Linked DNA regions of Macaca mulatta: all the other regions are linked to region 2. The links are chromatin contacts, called in public Hi-C maps. All regions are on one chromosome and are shown on one strand. Each heading gives the region's core, a stretch centred on a gene start, on an enhancer-like site or on the middle of the called end of the contact. The rest is flanking DNA. Distances are from core to core; before and after follow the strand shown. Region 1 holds the start of BLTP3A (bridge-like lipid transfer protein family member 3A). Region 2 holds the start of TAF11 (TATA-box binding protein associated factor 11). Region 3 holds the start of SNRPC (small nuclear ribonucleoprotein polypeptide C).

The links. Hi-C and Micro-C count contacts between places; a contact is called where the count stands out from the background.
Region 1: a Hi-C map of liver shows a contact between it and region 2, with 4 times the contacts expected there. The contact joins the promoter of BLTP3A here to the promoter of TAF11 in region 2. A contact is called at or near these places in 2 of 14 Hi-C or Micro-C datasets (fetal cortex germinal zone and liver).
Region 3: a contact with region 2 is called in a Hi-C map of fetal cortical plate, with 1.8 times the contacts expected there. The contact joins the promoter of SNRPC here to the promoter of TAF11 in region 2. A contact is called at or near these places in 4 of 14 Hi-C or Micro-C datasets (CD4 T cells, fetal cortex germinal zone, fetal cortical plate and 1 more).

The regions. Positions count from the first base shown.
Region 1 is chr4:147,481,074-147,485,443 of T2T-MMU8v2.0, forward strand. BLTP3A (bridge-like lipid transfer protein family member 3A) reads right to left here and starts at 2,257. Exons shown (of 21, transcript XM_015136171.3): 1 at 1,921-2,257. The coding sequence starts at 1,964. LOC114677624 (a long non-coding RNA gene) reads left to right here and starts at 1,398. Exons shown (of 3, transcript XR_003728998.2): 1 at 1,398-1,531; 2 at 4,196-4,313.
Region 2 is chr4:147,387,766-147,392,130 of T2T-MMU8v2.0, forward strand. TAF11 (TATA-box binding protein associated factor 11) reads left to right here and starts at 1,682. Exons shown (of 5, transcript NM_001261556.1): 1 at 1,682-1,886. The coding sequence starts at 1,716. It overlaps ANKS1A (ankyrin repeat and sterile alpha motif domain containing 1A), which reads right to left and starts at 447. Exons shown (of 25, transcript XM_078000113.1): 1 at 77-447.
Region 3 is chr4:147,509,163-147,513,163 of T2T-MMU8v2.0, forward strand. It overlaps SNRPC (small nuclear ribonucleoprotein polypeptide C), which reads right to left and starts at 1,686. Exons shown (of 6, transcript XM_001111611.5): 1 at 1,638-1,686; 2 at 1,240-1,282. The coding sequence starts at 1,645.

The sequences.
Region 1 (4,370 bases), core at 1,007-3,506, 94 kb after region 2:
CCAATTACACATTTTATCTTAAAACATACTAATTTTTTTTTGAGACACAGTCTTGCTCTGTCACCTAGGCTAGAGTGCTGTGGCACAAGGCTCACTGCAACCTCCACCTCCTGGACTCAAGCGATCCTCCTGCCTCAGCCTCCCAAGTAGCTGGGATTACAGACGTGCACCACCATGACAGACTAATTTTTGTATTTTAGTGGAGACAGGGTTTCACCATGTTGGCTGGGCTGGACAAATAGTAGGTCTTATTATTCTTTCTTTTTTTTTTTTTTTTTTGTACCCTTGAAGTAGATACTGTTCTTATTCCCGTTTTAGAGAAAGTAAATCAGAAAGAACCCAGGCTCTTAAACAACAATGCTATGATAAGTGAGATCATCTCTAAGCTCTAAAATTCTGTGTCCTTTCAAATTATACAATTCCCTATTCCATTCTGCGATCTTTGGTCATGCCCCAAATACTACTATATCTTTACACAAAACAACCAGACTCATGGAACATCTAGATTACTATTACCTGAAAAAGAATATATTACGTTAATCTGAGTAAAAGGTCCAAAGGCACTTTCCAGCACCAGCCTCCAATGTGCAATTTTTCTTTTACTACGTTGTGATTAACCAAAAGATGGATCTGAGTCTAATTACTAATTAAAGTCTCAGATCAAAGTAACAGTAAATAAGCTAGAGTGTCAGCCAGGAAAAGGGGATGCAGTGGCAGGAATAGCATCTCACATACCGCTTACCAAAGCAATGAGAAGACACAGAAAGAAACATCAGTGCAAGCCTGGGTGTCCCATGTTGACCGACATCTCCCCTCACCCCTACCTCCTGAAAACCACTGACCACTGTGCCTCCAAGCCCTGGATCACTCTCCATTTGAGATACAAAGGCTGATTAAGGTATTAACCATCACCAACTCCAGCATGGAATAAGGAGTGAAAACTAAGTAAAACCTAGCTTCCAATTTTTGTGGCCACTGGTTCTGACAACCAGCCACCGGAACACGGGGTTCAGCAGTCACTCGGCTACATCTGAAAACTGTTTTGCCGGCCAGCCTCCTCATGCCAAATTACTCAGAGACATAACATTGCTTAATAAAAGGCTGCAAAGCTGAAGCGGACGTTGTTGGTTCTTTTCACAGGCTGTCAAAAAACCTCCACATCTTAAAGGGAAGGTTGCGGAAACTTTATCCCCAACTCTCATGACCTTTCTCCAATTAGGCTGTGTAATGAAAAGAAAAGCAAAAGAGGGAGAAAGAAGTCCAGAGGAACGGCCCTGGGTGCTGGGCTTTTCCAAAGGTGATGCAACAGGGTCAGACAGAAGAGGAGGAGGTGGTGGGAGCTCCTGGGAAAGAAAAAACCAGTCTTGGTGTTGGAAATCTAAGGGGAAACGGCTTAGCAGGACTGGTGGCAGCGTTATTTAGGACGGGCAGGGGCACAGGATCTGGGAGAGGAGGGCGGTCAGAGGCCTGGAGGAAGGGGCACGGGCCCAAAGGCAGGAGGAAGCAGAGAGAAGACAGCTGGTTCGGGCAGGTAAGGGTGGGCTTCGTGGGGGCCTCGGAAAGACGGTCAGGGGAACACAGGATGACCTGCTCGGAGGTGTGGGAGGTGGGGACAGCAGGCCAGGAAAGCCCTTGAGGTGAGAGAAAAAGTCCAGGGGGCTGTTAGGGTGGGAAGAGACTAGCGGCACCCGCGCCAGGGCAGGAGGGCCCAGCGCAGGGGAAACACAGAGCGGCGACAACGGTGGGTGCCGGCGGGCGCGGGGTGCAAGCTGTCCGGGCTCGAGTTAGGCAGGGCTGCCACGGAGTCCCGGCTCCGGGCTGGAGAGAGGGAGACTGGGCCCGGAGCGCGGCGTCAGGGAGGAGGTCGGAGAGGGTTAGGAAGGGCCCGGGACCGCCGGGGACCGACGCTGGCGCTCTCACCGGGACAGGTGTTTCAGGATCTGCTTCTTAATGATCCCGGCCATGCCGGAGCCGCGGCCCGCGTGGAAGGCGGGTGGGCGGGCAGCTGTGGCCTCCTCAGTAGTGGAGAAGAGGCGGCCCCCTCACCTCGCAGCGGCGTGAGCACCGGACACAGCCGCCGCAGACGCCATGGCGCTTTCTCGCCCCTGTTTGGGCGCCTGGCGCTCCGCCACGATCCCACCCACCTGCGCGGCGCCGCGGCCGCCGGCCCAGAACGACGCGAAGATCGCGCGCCACCCGCCGGCCTTGCTTGCGGCGGCCAGAGGCGCTCGCGGTGAGGGGCGGTGGCGCGCGCAGCGCGGGGGCGGGCTGGCTGGAGCCTCCTCCCTCCGCGCTCCCATCTGCCTCTCCGGTCTGAAAAGCTTCTTTCTCCTCTGAGGGGTGTGCGGTTCCTTTCGCACCCGGCAGTCGCCTTGAAGCCTAGGAGAAAGGCGGGGTAGTTGTAATTTTTGCAGAAATTCGTTAGGTCATTGCGCAGCTCCCGGATGCCAGCGTCCGCCTCTCCTTTATTTCCCTCACACATTCACTCAGTATTTGTTGAGCACCAGCTGTACTCCAGGAATCAGGCTGGGGACTAAAAAGTAGTATGAAGGACCTCACAGACCCGTAGATGGGAGACGCGAACCAACCGCTGCGGTCAGCCGCGAAGGGCTTTGTGCTGCAGAGCTGGGAAGGGGGCGCCGTCACCCTCTTGGTGCCTCCCTTAGCCTCGGCTCCTGAACCGATGGGTAAAATATATTCACTCAAGACCTGAGCGGCGCACTGCAGAAGCACTCCCTCCCAAATATGGGGTCAGAAGAAAATGAGACAGTCAGTTGTTAAAACGACCTAGGACTTTAGAGATGAGCATCTTCACTGTGCAAATAACGGAAACGGAAGCCCTGGGAAATAAGAGCTTTCCCAAGGTCACCTACTTAGGGCCACCCAGGACTAGAACCCAAGTATTCTGACTCCCAGTCAAGTGTTACGTCCACTCTATTTCATCCATACGCTTAAAAGTGTAACCCATGGCCGGGCGCCGTGGCTCACGCCTGTAATCCCAGCACTTTGGGAGGCCGAGGCGGGCGGATCACGAGGTCAGGAGATGGAGACCATCCTGGCTAACACGGTGAAACCCCGTCTCTACTAAAAATACAAAAAAATTAGCCGGGCGTGGTGGCGGGCGCCTGTAGTCCCAGCTACTCGGGAGGCTGAGGCAGGAGAATGGCGTGAACCCGGGAGGCGGAGCTTGCAGTGAGCCGAGATGGTGCCACTGCACTCTAGCCTGGGCGACAGAGCGAGACTCCGTCTCAAAAAAAAAAAAAAAGTGTAACCCACATGCCGGCGACACCCGTAGACCCAATGGCAAAGATGGAAAGGTGACAGTTCTCTGGACTTAAGCCTTCAAGCAAAAACTTGGGGAAAAAAAAGAAAGACAAAAACCTCTTGAGACAGTCTTATTCCTATAATATTAGCTGGTCTGGCCACCAGCTAATATTGTATTTTAAATGTAGTCATTCATTCTTTAATATAAAACCAAGGACATTGAACCATGTCTCTCTGTCTCCCAAAACAATTGTTTCCCTCAAAACAATAACTCCCTAATTCCAGAAATAGTCTAAGCACGGTAAATCATACAAATGTTAAATTTTAAAAATAAATAATCAGGCCAGCCGCGGTGGCTCTCCCCTGTAATCCCAGCACTTTGAGAGGCCGAGACAGACGGATCGCTTGAGCCCAGGAGTTCAAGACCAGTCTGGGTAACATGACGAAATCTCATCTCTACAAAAAATACAGAAATTAGCCGGGCGTGGTGGCACGCGCCTGTAATCCCAGCTACTCGGGAGGCTGAGATGGGAGGATCCCTTGAGCCTGGGAGGCAGAGGTTGCAGTGAGCTGAAATCACCCCACTGCACTCCAGCCTGGTGGACTGAGCGAGACTGTCTCAAAAATAACAGACCATGCATTCCTATGCCTATCCCTTAGTCATAGTAAGTTCAATTTTCCCCAGAAGTCCCCAAAATACTCTATAAAAGGGAAGCAAATCATCTTCGGTCTGGGTGCTTTACTACTCACTCCCCTCCAGTAGGATTGAATATCATTAATTGTCCCTCTGCCCACCTCTCACCAGAATATATAACAGGGACCAATAGGGCCTATAGAAGAGGAGGTTTCTTGCCAATGTTATCGGCCATTATTACTTTTTCCCAATTCAGTCCTCAGCCACAGGGGCCTCACAGCAATTTTTGCATTTCAGGCTTCCTTTGCTGGAGCACCCCAGCAAAGAAGATTAGACATCTGAATCAGCTATGTAAGGCAAAACCTACCGCGTGCTCAGAGACTCAGCGTCCTCACTGAATGCGTCATCACGACTGGTGAATGAGTTATTTTTGTTGAATGCAAAAATTCGTGCTCTACAAAAATATGGCCTC
Region 2 (4,365 bases), core at 432-2,931:
ATCTCTCTGGAGACCCAAGAGACGGGTGGGGGAGAAGGGGTCTGCAGGCAGCGGCCCGGCCCCGGCGCGTACCCACCTGAGCAGACTGGAGAGGGGGTGGCTGGAAGAGCCGAGGCCGCCGCCGCCGCCGCCCCCAGAGCCGCCGCCGCCGCCGCCGCCGCCGCCCCCAAAGCCAGAGGAGAGCCGCTTCCCGGACAGCAGCTTCTCCACCGCCGGGAGGTGCCCGGTGCGGGCCGCCTCCAGCAGCTCCTGCTCCTTCCCCATCCCCAGGGCCGCCACCCGCTGGACCCCCCTCCCCGGGGCTGCAGCCGAGCCTGCTCGGGCTCCCAAACTTTCCGTCTCCGGGCAACGCACCCCCCAAACCGGCTGGGGACACCACCCCCCCTCCCTGCCTTTTCTCCACAAGCGCGTCACTTCCGGGATCCGGCGTCACGCGTCACCGCGCCCCCGCGCCCCGCCCCCTAGCTCACCTAGCTGGGCGGGGCTCCGCGGACCAGCGCAGGTGGATTTTGCTGTGCCGAGACAGGCCTCACGGGTTATGGGGACAGCGCCTTGTGGGTCCCCATTATATAGGTGGAAAGGGACAAACAGGCCCACCTGTACGCGCCTCCCGAAGTGCGCTCCTTCCCTAAACGTTTTGGGAGCTCCTGGGACAGGAAATACGGCAATTCGTCCAGGCAGCGCAGAAACAAAGAGATAAATATGGTAACGCGCACCTACATTTCCAAGGACATTCTTTAAGCACGCATAAATTAAATATGTAATAGGTGCTGGGACCTAGTCATACCCAGGTGAATAAAACGCCCTCCCCCTCGTATCTCTATGAGGGAAGAGAAGAAAATTTTAAAATAGAAATATCCTCACCACTTCATCCTCCCAGTACATGAACTAGTTCGTTAAAGTGAAACGTTCGAAGGAGACACCTTCCTCTCTTTAGGCTTTCCTCTTAGTTTTGGTAAGATTAACCAAAATGATAGAAAAGTGTCAGACTTGTAGAAACAAACCTCAATCTTGAATACTTGCGAACTGAAAAAAAATCATTTAATTGGATAGAAACTATGTGTGTTTTGTTCCCTGGTACTAGCACTGTTTCTAAATCGAAGTACGCAGTCAATAGTTGTGGATGAATAAATGAATTGGATAAATTCTGCTCAAGCTAGATGACTTTTTGTTGTTAAGGTGCTTGCTGAATGGAGCGGAAATGCTAGCAATTCCACGTACACACAGACCCGCGGTTTCGGGCCAGTTGAAATACACAAGGTTGAGTCTTGCCTGAAAGTTTACCAATCCCGGGTAGCCTCATTCCACGACACCGCCATACAACGGAACTGAGTTTTCTCCCGATCCCCCAACTTTACTCTGAGGGGTTAACGAAGGGATTAACTGGTATTGAATTTTTAGACAGGCGAAAAGGAAAAAGTTATTTAGTAAACAAAACTGCGCTCCTTCACAAGTGCTGGTTTCCTAGCTAGGAGGATCCATAGTCTGAGCTCTTTACGTCCAATTTTCCCGCTTCCCACTGTCGCCAAACCAAAGTTAAAATGAGTCCTCTAGTCCTCTACGCGCGCCTCAAAATGACCCCTCAGGAGAGCGGTAGGGGTGATGTCATCGCTGCGCGACGACAGGAAGTAAGATACTGTCCTGTGCAGCTCGGGGTTCCGAGCTTCTGCCTCAGACATCGCCGCGATCTCCTCTCCCCTCCAATCCTATCCGTGATGGACGATGCCCGCGAGTCGCCCTCCGACAAAGGTGGAGAGACAGGGGAGTCGGATGAGACGGCCGCTGCGTCCGGGGACCCGGGGGCTACCGACACGGATGGAATCCCAGAGGAAACTGACGGAGACGCAGATGCGGACTTGAAAGAAGCTGCAGCGGAGGAAGGCGAGGTAGGAAGAGATGTATCGATGAGGCTGAAGGAATACCCAGAGATCGTGTTACTGGGTGCTTGCCGGGCTTCTGGTTAGTCCCTCCCAAGTTACGAGAACTCGAACTCACCAGAACTCCCTCCAGATCGTTAATCTTGAGGGGGAAGAGAGCGGACGACCAAACAGAACTCCAGTGCTGGTTCCGTTCCAGAGGCTCAAGCACTGCGTTAATATTTTTAGTCTTGTCAAGGGATTAAAGCTACTTCTAAGGGAGTTTTAATAGCCTATTGGCTTTAGTGGTGAGGAAACTGGGATCCAGTGTCACACTGAGACGCAGTGCAAGAGCTAAAACCCAGGATTCGTAGCACCCCTTTCACCGCAATATGGTTCGTCTTAGATGTTAAGACAACTTTGTTTCTTTATAGGAAGGAGGGTCGATCAAACCTGTCAAAGGGAGATAGACTTTTATAAAAGTGTCGCCCGGGCTGTAGTACAATGGCGCGATCTCTGGCTCACTGCAACCTCCGCCTCCCGGGTTCACGCGATTCTCTTGCTTCAGCCTCCCAAGTAGCTGGGATTACAGGCTCACACCACCATGCCCGGCTATTTTTTGTATTTTTATTAGAGACGGGGTTTTACCATGTTGGCCAGGCTGGTCTCGAACCCCTGACCTCGTGATCCGTCCGCCTCGGCCTCCCAAAGTGCTGGGATTACAGGCGTGAGCCACAGCACCCGGTGATCAGGGACCCATCAGTTGGGTCTGGTGTTTTTATGCTACAGAGAGTTCAGCAGTGTTGCCTAGCTGAACATTGGTCAGGACCAGAAACTCATCGTTCTCTGGATTACATTTCTGGAAGTAGAATCTTGGGGTCTTAGAGCTAGAAGGGATTTAAGAGATCGTGGGGTGAACAGTAGATTAGATGGAAATAGCCTTTCAGTGTATAAAGTTGCATAAAAATGTATAAAGTAAGAACTTTTAGAAAAAGAGAAAATTTGGCCGGGTGCAGTGGCTCACGCCTGTAATCTTTGGGAGGCGGAGGTGGGTGGATCGCCTGAGGTCAGGAGATCCCCAATATGGGGAAACCCTGTCTCTACTAAAAATACAAAAATTAGCTGGGCATGGTGGCAGGCGCCTGTAATCCCGGCTACTTAGGAGGCTGAGGCACAAGAATCGCTTGAACCTGGGAGGCAGAGGTTGCAGTGAGCCGAGATCGCACCACTGCACACCAGCTTGGGTGCCAGAGTGAAACTCCGTCTCGAAAAAAAGAAAAAGAGAACATTTGACAAAAGTATTTTAAGGCAGGTTTCTTTTTTTGTTTTTGTTTTTGTTTTTGAGACTGAGTACTCGCTCTGTCACCCAGGCTGGAATGTGCAGTGGCGCGATCTCGGCTCACTGCAAGCTCCTTTAAGGCAGTTTTTGTTGGTTTGTTGAGACAAGGTCTCACTCTGTCACCCAGCCTGGAGTGCAGTGGCACAGTCTCTGCCTCCTGGGCTCAAGCAACCCTCTTATCTCAGCGTCCGCAGTAACTGGGATTGCAAGCATACTGCACCACGCTCAGCTGAAGTTTTTGTATTGTTTTGTTTTGTTTTGTTTCGTTTTTGAGACGGAGTCTCGTTCTGTTGCCCAGGCTGGAGTGCAATGGCGCAATCTCGGCCTACTGCAACCTCCGCCTCCCAGGCTCAAGTGATTCTCCTGCCTCAGCCTCCCCAGTAACTGGGATTACAGGCACGTGCCACTGTGCCCAGCTAATTTTTGTATTTTTAGTAGAGCCAAGGTTTCACCAAGTTGCCCAGGCTGGTCTTGAACTCCTGACCTCATGATCCATCTGCCTCAGCCTCCCAAAGTTCTGGGATTATAGGCATGAGCCACCGCACCTGGCCAGCTAAAGGTTTTTTAAATATTGTTTTGGTAGAGACAAGGTCTCATTATATTGCCCAGTCTGGTCTCCAACTCACTGGGCTGAAGTAATCCTTCCGCCTCAGCCTCCCAAAGTGCTAAGATTACAGGTGGGAGCCACCATGCCTGGCCAAGAAGGAAACTTTAAAACAGGTGTCAAGGACAGCAAGGATTTGAATAATTAGCTTGGTACACTAGAGAGCTCACTACATATATAAATTTGCACCGAACAGAGGATAAAATTATGTTGTTTCTGAAACACTTTTAAAAATCAATCATGTACTAGACCATGAAGAAAAATATGAATTCTTAAAAGATATCATAACAGGCCACATCTTGTTAATGCAATGCATTAAACTTGAAATTAACTACAAAAAGCTTCTCCCCCACCAAAAAAGAACCCCCTGGAAATTTTAAACTACTTTTTAAATAGCCTTTAGACTAAAGAAATTAACAGAACACTTTATCAAATGATATGGGATTTGGCCAAAGCTTTATTTAAAGAAAAATGTATAGCCTTACATATTTTTATTAACAACCAGAAGATACTGCAAATAAGCACCTGACTCAAGAGACCAGATAAAGGGCCTAGTGGAGTGGGTC
Region 3 (4,001 bases), core at 436-2,935, 120 kb after region 2:
TATGTTGCATGCCAAAATATGATGCCCTTTCAAGGAAAAGCAGGCATGTAATTGTTCAAATTATGAGCTCTACTAGCTGCCTCTCTTGAAGTCCTGGGCTCAAGCAATCCTCCTTCCTCGGCCTCCCGAAGTGCTGAAATTACAGGCATGAGCCACCATATCCAGCCCAGCTGCCTTTTTGATGGAACACCATTTTTATTTGAGAGTGACAGACACAAACCGTATATTCAGACTTCTCAAAAATGAATGGAGTGAGCCTGTCACTTCAAACAGAGCAATGGAAAGTATTGCCAGTGATAGAATTTGAGCTATTAAGCAAAAATCAGAATTTTGGAAAATCTTATCTGCCACCATAAGCTTGACAGCTTCCCAATATTTAAAGATGGTTCTGATTAGATTGTGACATTAATTAATGTGGGTTTTCATTACATAATCAAATGTGTCTACATTTGAAGCCTGGCACTAACTCAAGTCAATCAACTTTTCCAAATAACCAATGCACATTACAAAATCATGCAAGGCAAAGATCCACTCAAGTGCTCTTTAGACCACTAAATTGTTTTTTAAGAGGCGGGGTTAGCTGGGCATGGTGGCTCATGCCTGTAATCCCAGCACTTTGGGAGGCCAAGGCAGACAGATCACCTGAGGTCGGGAGTTTGAGACCAGCCTGACCAACATGGAGAAACTCCGTCTCTACTAAATATTCAAAATTAGCCGGGCGTGGTGGCCCATGGCTGTAGTCCCACCTACTCGGAGGCTAAGGCAGGAAAATCACTTAAACCCGGGAGGTGTAGGTTGCAGTGAGCCGAGACAGCGCCACTGCACTCAAGCCTGGGCAACAAGAGCAAAACTCCGTCTCAAAAAAAAAAAAAAAAAAAAAAAAAAAGTACTAACAAAACATTCTACTTTAACTGCTGTATTATTTGATAAGCAGTTTTTTTTGTTTTGTTGTCCAGGCTGGAGTGCAGTGCCTGATCATGCCTCACTGCAGCCTCAAGCGATTCTCTCACCTCATCCTCTTGCGTAGCTGGGACTACAGGCACACCACCGTGCCTGCCTTGTTAAGCGGTTTTTAATCAAAGTTACTCTAGGGTGGGAAATAACCTCCAACTATTTTCTACAAGCAGTAGACCTTAAACCTCAGCAGGTGGGAAAGCACAACTTGCATCTTTAAAAAAACACAAAACTCATTTAATTATTACACATAAGGCTTTTTGAAAGTATGGATACGCCACTTACAGAGTCATGGGTGAGGTATGTATCGCAGTAGTCACAATAAAACCTGAAAAGAGGTGAAAGAAAGAAAAAAAGAGATGACAACCAGCTAGATGCCCATCCATGGAAGCGCTGTTCATGGAAGATAAAAACCAAGAAACAAACAAAAAGCCCGACCTCCTCACGACTCAAAAGCGTCAAAGCGTCGACATATAAACCAGGCTTTTTTTGTTGCCTTAAGCGGGATCCATCTCCACTCTAAGAAGGGGTGTCTAGCGCTCTCCATCTCCCTATCTCCGTCCACCTGTCCCAGATACTCTGCCATCCCACGAGGTTTCAGAAACCAGAACCCGCTCTCTGCTCCTGCATAGGGGCCACAACTAGTGACTACGATCACCCTCAGATTTCGGGGCCCCACTCACTTGGGCATGTTGCTCTGCCGGCCGTTGGCCACTCCGTTACGTGACGCCCGGAAATGACGCGCACAGTCAGCGACGACACCGCGGAACCCCACGAGACTAGCGAGAAGACCCGAAGCCCTCGCCACCAGCAGCCGAGCGAGGGGCGGGGCTTTTCCATTTCTTCCTTTCATCTAATAGGATGGCGGGAAGGGGGAGTACTACGGGTCGCTACGAGGTTCAACCCAAGCTCTTTTAATCTTGTTTCTCGATGCTTCCGGAAGAGCGTATTTAATCTTTTTGTAAATATCTAATGATTCTCTGCAAAGCGCATGGGGCTGCTATAAATGCTGAAAAAACAGCAGTGAACAAAACGGATAAAAATTCTTGCCCTCGTGGAGTTGAGATTCTAGTGAAACAAGACACATATTAAAACCAACAGGAGCCGGCGCCGTGGCTAGCGCCTGGAATCTCAGGTACTCGGGAGGCTGAGGCGGGAGGATCACGTGAGCCCAGGAGTTGGAGACCAGCCCTGGGCAACATAGCGAAACTTGTCTCTACAGAAAATTTTAAAACTAGCCGGACGTTGGCCCGACGCGGTGGGTCACGCCTGTAATCCCAGCACTTTGGGAGGCCGAGGCGGGCGGATCGCCTGAGGTCAGGAGTTCGAGACCCGCCCGGCCAACCTGGTGAAACCCCGTCTCTACTAAAAATACAAAAATTAGCTGGGCGTGGTGGCGGGCGCCTCTAATCCCAGCTACTCGGGAGGCTGAGGCAGGAGAATGGCTTGAAGCCGGGAGGCGGAGGTTGCAGTGAGCCGAGATCGCGCCATTGCACTCCAACCTGGGCGACAGAGCAAGACTCCGTATCAAAAAAAAAGAATTCGCTGGAGGTGGTAGCGCGCGCCTGTGGTCCCAGCTACTCGGGGGACTGAGATGGGAGGATCGCTTGAACCCAGGAGGTCGTGGCTATAGTGAGTCGTGATCGCGCCACTGCACTCCAGGCTGGGTGACAGAGTGGTACCCTGTCTCAAAAAAATAGTAAATATTTATAGTAGTCGGTTAGGTGGAGCAAAGTGAAGGGGGGAAGAGGGGAGTCCAACTTTACAGATGATAGAGAAAGGTTATCTCTTGCCTTTTTAAAATTTTTTGGTTTTGTTTTGTTTTGTTTTTTGAGACGGAGTCTCGCTCTGTCGCCCAGGCTGGAGTGCAGTGGTGCTATCTCGGTTAACTGCAAGCTCCACCTCCCGGGTTCAGGCCATTCTCCTGCTTCAGCCTCTCGAGTAGCTGGAACTACAGGCGCCCGCTACCACGCCCGGCTAATTTTTTGTATTTTTAGTAGAGACGGGGTTTCATCGTGTTAACCACGGTGGTCTTGAAGAACTCCTGACCTCAAGTAATCTGCCCGCCTCTGCCTCCCAAAGTGCTGGGATGACAGGCGTGAGCCACCGCGCCTGGCAGGTAATAATTCTTGTAGGGTTCAAGGAAGAATTACATGTGAAGATCCTTGTAAGTGTTTAATACAATGTACACACTAACCCCTCCACAAAAGGTAATTATTAAATAGGAAGAAATTGATAGAAGTAACTTTTGTAGAAGAAGTAACTTCTACCCTATGTTCTCTGATGGTAGAATTGCAACCAAATAATAATAATAATTGCTAGTTTATTTGAATGTTTACTATGTCATAGGTTCTTTAAACGCATTGATTTACTTAATCCATTCAACAACCCTATTTCGGATGAGGAAACTGACTTTTAGAAATAATAAGTACCACAAAGATTACTTCCTGGTCCTAAGAGGAAAGTTAATTGTGTAATGAAGTTATCAGGCTCTTACCACCCTAATACCGTGGTAAATCTTAACATAATTAGTGGCAGAACAACCACATATTACATGTCTCCTGCTGGGATGACAACATTAAGTGGATACCATCTACTATGACATATTCTTTTTTTTTTTTTTTTTTTTTTTGAGAGAGGGTTTCACCCTGTTGCCCAGGCTGAAATGCAGTGGTTCCATCACAGCTCACTTCAGCCTCAGCCTCCCGGGATCAAGCAATCCTCCCTCTTCAGCCTTCCAAGTAGCTGGGACTACAGGCACATGCCACCATACCCTTGTTAATTTTTTTAATTTTTTGCAGAAAAAGGGTCTCAAACTCCTGACTTCAAGAAATTTTCCCACCTCAGCATCCCAAAGTTCTGGAATCGCATGTGTAAGCCTCTATACCCAACAACTATGACGTATTATAAAGATGTTAAGTACCCACAAAAATTAAAAATATTTTTAAAAAAATGTTTAACTTAGATCTAACCAAGTTAACAGGATAGGCTATAGGATCAGCTAAAGGAAAGCAAAAGGCAGCAAACAAATTCTGGCAGTAGGACAA